Regions from separate parts of the Drosophila melanogaster genome. Here region 2 is linked to region 1. The links are chromatin contacts, called in public Hi-C maps. All regions are on one chromosome and are shown on one strand. Each heading gives the region's core, a stretch centred on a gene start, on an enhancer-like site or on the middle of the called end of the contact. The rest is flanking DNA. Distances are from core to core; before and after follow the strand shown.

Evidence for each region. A called contact is a pair of places that touch in the nucleus more often than the background predicts.
Region 2: a Hi-C map of the Kc167 cell line shows a contact between it and region 1, with 2.5 times the contacts expected there. The contact joins the promoter of CG46309 here to the promoter of beat-Ic in region 1. A contact is called at or near these places in 3 of 107 Hi-C or Micro-C datasets (the Clone 8 cell line, the Kc167 cell line and whole body) and 1 of 6 datasets of contacts at active chromatin or transcription factors (the Kc167 cell line).

Annotation. Positions count from the first base shown.
Region 1 is chr2L:15,998,340-16,002,846 of dm6, reverse strand. It overlaps beat-Ic (beaten path Ic), which reads right to left and starts at 2,556. Exons shown (of 8, transcript NM_001299041.1): 1 at 1,593-2,556. lncRNA:CR43825 (long non-coding RNA:CR43825) reads right to left here and starts at 1,062. Exons shown (of 3, transcript NR_073787.1): 1 at 971-1,062; 2 at 708-918; 3 at 446-651.
Region 2 is chr2L:16,248,854-16,253,153 of dm6, reverse strand. CG46309 reads left to right here and starts at 1,366. Exons shown (of 6, transcript NM_001347787.1): 1 at 1,366-1,530; 2 at 2,996-3,073; 3 at 3,448-4,300. The coding sequence starts at 1,396. The coding sequence ends at 1,524. It overlaps PRL-1 (PRL-1 phosphatase), which reads left to right. Exons shown (of 6, transcript NM_135936.3): 2 at 2,996-3,073; 3 at 3,448-4,300. The coding sequence starts at 4,204.

The DNA.
Region 1 (4,507 bases), core at 1,307-3,806:
AACGAATGAAATGGGCAGGCAAAAGTTTCCATTCGAGAGACTAGCAAAACAATGGAAAAATGGTCAAAATCTGAAAGCTGCTTGTTTTGGTTTTGCATACGAAGCGAATGCAGGGGAAAAACAAAATATTCGTTCGAAAACCTTCCAATCTATTTGGTTACACGACGTACTTATGTAGGTCATGGATCTGACAGTTTTTGTTCAGCTATTCGGTTGTATTTTTTAGCCACGCTTGAATAGCGAAGACAGGTCAATTGAACGAACTTTTTGACAACGGTTCCAGTCACCAAAATATTTTCGTTTAAAAACTGCCACAGTTGAAAACAAATTGACGCGCTCCTAGCCATAAATTTCTTTTTTAATTAAACCTCAATGTAATTTGGTTCACAAACCAATACATTAGTTTTGATAAGGAAGCTCAAAAACAAAAACGCAAATGGTCTGATAAAAATTTTCAATTAGCATGATATTTCTTAGTCTAGTTATTGGCTACAGACCACTTTTCAATGGGAATAAATAATTTTTTCCAATATATTTACACGCAATATTTTAGAAACTTCAACTCCAAGCCGTGCCTTTTGTGCGCCTGCAAAATTTTCTTCATAATTCTAACTGATGGCCTTTTTTCAGTGGCGTAGGTCTGAACCAAATCTATGCAACAAATTAACAAGATCTGAATGAATATTTTACATTTTCTTTTCACTTACAATTGGCCATTCCATCACTTTCTTCAGACGAATCTCCGCCCAAACAAGTTAAATGAACGGCATAATTTTTATTGTCGGTTTCCACAAAAACACTTTGTCGAGTCGCCAGAGGCATATCCGGTGAATAATGTTCTCGAAAGCATTTGAACGGGTTTGTATTCTGATATTTTAACCACCTGGTTATTATCCAAAAGTTACCATCAAATATGGGCTAAAATTGTTTCACTCAGAAATGTATTGTTCAAATGTAAATATCAACATACTGGGTCAACTGAATTTTTAATAGCGGTACATCCATTGTTTTTCACAATGGGAAATTGCCTTTGCTGAGTCGGTAAAGGGCGACACAGAACTATTATATCCACTACTAAAATTCTATAATGTTAATTAATTTTACAAACACCTAATTGTAAAGTGACTTACGGCACAAGTCCTTTCATTATTCTGAGCTATTCATCTACTTGGATAAATTAGTTATTACGAAGTGTCAAGCAAATCGAATTATGTCTAATGCAGATTATTACAGCATGAGTAATTAGCTTAAAGCGTCTTTTACGGCACAAAATCAGTTTGCTTCTTAAATGATTGGTTACAGTAATCTGGACAAAAGATTAGAACTACATGGTCATTCATTCTTTGGAGTTTTTTTTGTTTAATGAATCCTAATTTTCAAAGCTAATCTAGAAATTTATTTTTTATTTTATTTGTGTGTAATCGCACTGCCGAAACATATTTCTCCTGCCAAAAATCTGCTTGGTTTTGCAAAATCCACAGCCTACATGACCGTAAATTATATTTTAAGAGTCCCAACAAAAAGCCGGAGCAAAATCACAGATACAGATATCATCATCACCCAGTCGGAACGCTCAACTGAAAGTAACTCACCTTTGGGTAACTGGTGAACAACACAAATGTTATGACTGCCGGCAGTTGTTGTCTTTGTGTGTTGTGATTGTTGTTGTGCCGGCAATAAATTAACTTATTTTAGCACGTTACACGACTTCCCACACCCAGGCGCACACACACTCAACTTGGCTGCTTTTCTTTTCGCACATACACATGACACTAGATGGGCGGTGGGTGGGTTTGGTTTACTGAAAGGACAACGTCAGGGGATTTTTGGCCCGTCCAGAATATATATCCCGCACTGGAGAATAGGGCTTGACCTATGCCCTTACTTTAGTATTTTGCGGATTTTGCACATTTCTCACATATTTTTCATAATTTTCGCGAGCAAATCGCGTAGGACCAAAAAAGTGTGTACGAAATAAAAGTTTGGCGAAACGAAAAAGTTTGTCCTGTTTGCAGTGTTCGGGTTTTTTTTTGTTTGTTTTGGAAACACTCAAATCTCTGGTGAAATATTAATTTTCACAAATTCTGACACTTTTTTTTAGCGGGCATTTGCTTGGCCCGCCGAACTGCAGATTCTTTCGCAATTTTTGTTATACGAATTTTTTGTGTTGTCTGGTTGCGCTGTTGTTTATTCTTTGTTGTGATGGGGATTTTATTAAAATTTATTAGCTCGCTGGCCCTCGTCGTTGGCACTGTTGTTGTGGTTGCACCCGTGGGCGATGGCGACAGCAGAGCGAACCAAACGATTTGACATTATCAACGTAACTGAAGCATCAGCGGCAGGAAGCTGTCGGCCCTCGCCGGAATCCCAACAACAGCAGCTGCTGCTGAAGGACCCGATGCCGATGCTGTTAAGTAGAAGCTGGAATCGAAGGAATTCGGCTGTACGTACTCGTGTCCTGCCAGCGAGAGCACAGAATAAAGAGCTGAGCCACTCGGCACTTGACGAAACACGAGCCGAGGCTGGGGAAATTTCAGAGAGTGCGGGAGAAAGCAGCTAAAAGAGAGGTTGTGTTTCGTTGATGAAAAGCTTTCGTGTTCGAAAAGTGAGTTGCTTGTTAACAGGGATTCATTGGGATTTATTTAACTGATAACTTAACAGACTCTGTAAACTTACATTGGGTAATGTAATTCTCAGGAAACAGGAATCCCCGTTTAATTATTATAATAACATCAACATATTTATTTACTATTAATACTAATTCGTGTTCTCCTAACCTTTTCTTTAAACTAAGGTCTAACAAAAATCTTAATGGCTATTACACTAAACGGTACGATTAGTTGTACGCAGCTAGTAAATAAAATGAAGTCCTGCATTGAAATTGAATATAAATTGAATCTCTTTTAAATGAAATTTAAATAAATCGAGAATTAAAATTTACTGGCGTGGCATCCATGAAAAGGAGAAACTGAAGCCTGAACCTTAGGAGACAGCGACTAAAGTGGTCAACAACAAACGGAACTAATGCACAACATGCAAAATGGAAACCATATTGACAAGATGCAGTATCCATGGAGAAAACTGTAGGACGGGTGGAAAATAGAGCAGCAGCGGTTGAAACATAAAGCAATAAACAAGAAAATACCAAATGCATACGAGCCAGCAAACATGACAAGCAGCACTGGCAGCAAACAAAATAGAAAGGATACATGAGAACACGAATCTATATGTAGACACATATATTTGATATACATACATATATCCATGGTGGTGGATATCCTGTGTGAGAAAGCTTTGGCTAGACAATAACTGTAAAATGTAAATATTAATATTGTCATAATAGACAAGATAACTTGAAAGGCAGCAGGCGGAGGAGTGTGTGGGGTGTTTGGAGATGATAACGACGACGGCCAAGCGGATACGATGATGATTGCCCCTATGGATCTCGATCCTGACGAATAACCGCTAAAGTGCCGTTAAGCTGCGCACTACCGAATGCGAGCATTTCAAAGCGAAACGAACGAACAGCAAATGGGAAACAGAATACAAAATGTCAGCTCATTTCCGGTTGCTTAATTTGAAATCGTTGTGCCAAAAATTACAAATGAGCTGACAATGGCACCGAAGGAACCAAACAAGCGAAAAATAACAGGACACGGCAGGACATGGCTGCCAGACAGAGAGGACCATGGCGACAATAAGCACAAAATAGCAGCGTCTAATACGCAAAATAAACGAGAACTGGCCACAGCATGACAGCCAGGATAACACTGGCCAGCTGGGCGCAGTCCTTTTGCCCCTTTGCCCCTTTGCCCCACAGTCCCCTCCCCAGTAAAAACTCGCACCACACAGCCCCTCGTGTTTTACAATTTAACGCACATCCTAGCAAGGCAACGCCCCATAGTTTAATTTTTGTCTCCTCGATGTGTGCATGAAATTCGTGCACTTAGCAAAAAGCATACGAACAAAATCGTTGATAAAACAAGTATTTTTGATCTTAAAGAGTGTTGATTGACTCACATTGCAATATTTTTGAATTATTCGTTCTCTTATATGAAACTTATATTTCACTTTAAAGAATAGATTAAAATTGTAAAGGTTAAATAAAATAAACTCGGAAGCAAATTTTATTCATCGCCCTATTATTTAGGAATCATTATAATTTTCGCATCTAATTAATTTTTTTTTTTACTATGACATTTCGCTGTGTGTTCCCTCCCTCTCTGTCACTCATTCATCTCTATCTCTCTTCCGCTGGGCTTGCTCCACTCTAATCTAATGACGACAAGCATGAGGGCCGGGGAAAGCTCCTCTGATAACCACGGCTTTGAGTGTCGCTCTTTTATTGCGTATACGCCATGTGCATCTCACATACTCACACAGAGACGGACGCCACAATGTGTCGAAAATTTGGTGCGTCCATCGTCATTCACCTTTTCGTTGAGTGCAGGCGATAAAATGTTCGGCGAGCACACAACCTACAACCATCAAGATCTTTCCAGGACCT
Region 2 (4,300 bases), core at 117-2,616, 250 kb before region 1:
CTTCTTGTCTGGCCCTCGGTCTAAGTCGTCTGCTCCTGTTTCGGGAAAGTCCAATCAACTTTCCGCACAGACAAAACCATCTGCTACCTCGGAGAGAACAAAAAGTATTTTTTGTCAAAGATACAATAGTCTGTTAAGAAGTTTTGTCTAATTGCACGAATATCTTTATGTTGATTTGAATCAAAAGTTTGATTTCATTAAACTCGTCGTTTAAAGACATTATGATGTATTAACTGATTGGAAAATGTATTTGAAAATCTGTGTATGTAGCGAGGAGCATTCAAGTGGAACAAATGTGTACATATGTATGCATGTATGTTTGTATATAGCGAGTAACAATATAGCCGCAATTTGGTATTAGTGTCGTCATGCCATTTGCCTACATCTCGATTATAATCAACTGGTTTAAATGTAAGACTAATTTCATATTAAGTTACACGTTTGTGTGCGCCGTAGCCTTCATTAACTGTGCATAATATAAACCGCATTTAGCTTTGTTTATTGCCCTTAAATAACGACTGACCTTGGCATCCCGTAAAAGTTATAATCTGACTGCAAAACTTTCCTTCGCTGTATTTGAACACTTTCCAAGTCAGGTAGCTAGATGGGGAAAAAAACCTTTATATGCTAAAGATCTTATCAATCATTTATTTATTCCCCGATTTAAAAAGCGTTTCCACACAGTTATTTGAATATCCTACGGATTATATGTCTATAAGCATTTTGGCACTTTAAAATACCAAGCCATTAACGCGAAATAATTTGTATTGGTCATAAATATAAGTGTTTGTTAGGTAATGTCAATATGATTTGCGTTTCTTCGAAAATACAGGTATATTCAAAATTTTAGTAGAGTTTATTTTCGAAACTTATTTCAGAGACGAAGTCGAAAAAAATATTTTAAGATCTATATTTAAAAAGAACAGAATACAAACTAACTTGTTGTCTAGTTTCTAAAATTAAACAATTTAACATTTTAAAATAAATACCCTCGTGATTTTAAATCAGAACTACTTATATTGTCACTACTATACCAGAACGAATAAAATGCTTTAAAATTTAAACATTTTTAGTAAGCACAAAATTCGCCCTTTCATGGTCCATTGAACTCTGCTAATTATGTTCAACAGTAGAAAAGTAAAACTAACCAAGCAAATTGTTTCTATTTTTCCTGCCTCTATTGTTTTTGCACAACAGACTTTTTAAAGCGCTTTAAATATGCACCAGACTGTAGATAATTTTTTTTCGCTCTCTGCGTGAGCGATTGGAGAGATGTGCGTCACGACTCTCTCTTCGTTCTCCCCGGCAATGGAGACTTACTGCCGGACGGAGCGGCCGTTTCCGTGGCGTAAAATGGGCGGCGAAGAGTTGACAATCGCCAGTCGATAGCAAAACATGAGAGAGTGCTCATCACGCAGCAATACGCGTCTACTTATTGTGGTAATCGTAATCGATCAACGTCTCAGAATCGACACTTGTCGATATTTAATCGAGATACTATCTCGCCGTATAACGGGCGATTAACGATAGGTAAATACAATTTATCCGCTGGCAAATCTGAATGTGGAGGACCAATCCTCAGTATATTCGAATTAACTGATAGGAGAGAAAGCTTTACGATCCGCGGATAAAATCGATTAGTGTCTTCCGGCAAACACCTGTCGATATCTAATCGGGAGTCCATATCAACGGGTTACAAGCCGCCCCGTCGTAATCAGCAACTAATCACTGTATTTGCTTAAATGCATAGCGAAATACCTATGTATATATAGATATTTACATATATATTTGCCTGTGTGATTTTTCAATTTCGCCAAGACGCAAAACAAAAAATACATTGCATAAGTCACAAGTAAAAACCGACTGGGAAATATAGCATCAACAAAAAGTGTTGTTGCTTAACGTGTCATGAGGTAAACACACACACACACTGACAAATCTAGAATGTACTGGTATATACTAGGTGCATTCCGAGAAGAAGTGAAAGTTTTCAGTTCTATCAACAAAGTGTTCCTTTTATATGTTTTGTTTTTATTTTTTTGCGCCCGCTTCTTAATTAGTTTCACGCGTTTCAATATCACTAGCTATTCCACAATGGATTCTCCAATACATACCATAATCGAAATGCCTTTAACATAAGGAATTGGCCAATTTTCGAGAGAAATATTCGCCTACTTTAGGCAAAAGTGCAAAAATAAACACAGGTCGCACTGGGGCCATAGAAAATGGAATATTTGCTTAAAGAGTTATCGCGTTTGTGTGGATATACACGTATATATGCGAAATACATATTATACAATCATTGTTCTGTTTCGGTCTTTATATTTGTGAACTCATTTTATACATATGCTTTTCATGATCATCAACGGAATATAAATAATGTAAACGGTCGTGGAAATGAGCAGTCATTATCTTGGATCACTTTTAGGGAATATTTTTAATATTTTTTTTTTCAGACAGCAGGCGACCAATACATTTAAAATCCACTTCAACGATTTTCCTTGCGTATGTTTTCTGGTTCTCGCAGATAAATTTCAGTTGATAAAGGCGGTTTTCTTTTATTTATTCTAAATTGGCTATTTTGGTTGCTAATTAAGTATTGCAAAAGTTGGTAAATCCTAAAAATGTTGAAATTATTTTTGTATGCTTATGGCACCTGTTTCAAAATTGTACAATATATGTATATTATGTACAACGTGAGCCCTAACCCTTGAATGATTTCGATTGTAATGCACCAGTTTTATAATTAATTTATTTATTTCAATTATAATTTTTATGTATCACTTTGGAATTGACTTGCAAATCGATTTTTTTGTATACAATTTATTTCCAATAAACGCTTTTAGCTGGTAATGTTTACAAACATTCTTCATTTCTCGATTGCAAATGGTGGTCAAATAAATTCCTACAAAAATATTTCTAGCTTTTTTTCAATTTTCATTTCATTTAAATGTGATACTGAATGTTGTCCCAACATTTTATTTCTCTTTTGCAGTTGGTTAGACCTGTTCCCACATCTATGGAGTTTCATCTAGACAGTGCAGAATACTGCCAGGCACAGCACAAATAAAAAGTGAGTATGGATTATTTTTGTAGGGTATATGGACTTTTCGTTTAATTAATTAGCTCAAGTGGCACGGGCGGTACACTTGCTGGCCATGGAAAGGTCACTTGACTTACAGTGAACAAAGCACTGTGACCTTTCTGGACAATTGACGGCTTGACCCGCCCCGAAGAACATCGCGGATAAAAAGAGAGTGTCGTGCGAGACGAAAATGGCGAAAGTCTCAATTATTTCATTGCGTGTAATTGAGCTAAATTGTTTTTTAGTTTCCCACGAATTGTTTTCAATTAAATGAACAATGGGAGTCGCGAGAAAGAAGCTCAAACCGACTTGCGCCAGATTTGTCTGGAATATTGAACTCATTCTAGTCTCACTCTTTGCAGGTAAGCAATCCTACAAAAAGGCGGAGATAGCCTGAGTAAACACAGTCACCACTTCGGAAGTCGCCATCGATAGATAAGTGGTGTGGATACCATCAGAATAATACCGTCAACGGATCAGCTGAAATAGCGGCGACAGCAGCGGCATCAATTAGCCAAAGACTGTCGATCTATGGGAGAGAAAGAAGAATACTAAATTCAAAGCATCGCGGTGATCACAGATCATATCACAGCAAGGATATATTTAAATTTTTAACAACGAAACCTTGAAAAAGTTGTAATATTTTCGAAAACAAAACGGGAACTGAGCCCAAATCATTTTTGTTAGCTTAAAAAATACGTGTGACACTTAACAGGGAACCCTTTTTTCAGTCAAAGAAAATTGATTGATTTTCTTTGTGATAGCAGAAAAAATCCATAATTGTACTTAATTGAAAAGAAAAAGAACTAATTTTACTTAAACGATACTTAAACTAAGTTTGTGTTTTGGTGTAAAACATTTAAGATACGATACGAAAAGAGTTAATTATATTTATATTTATATTTATTTTTTATACATAACTCTAGCCTAAACAAGATTCAATTGTAAGCCTCTAACACGCTGAATTTTTAATCTAGAAATCAAACTACTTCCGTTAAAAGAAACCAATCAAATCTTTGTGAAAACGAAACAAAAACCACACCTCAAGATTGTAAGAAAACAGACTTAAGTGCACACGAGCCAGATTAAGTCCTTCAGAACAGCTTTTGTAATTGTTTATGAGCATCACCATGCGTCAAAAAGATCTGCGCCCAGCGCCCGCTCTAATTGAGTACAAGGGCATGAAGTTCCTAATCACCGATCGACCATCAGACA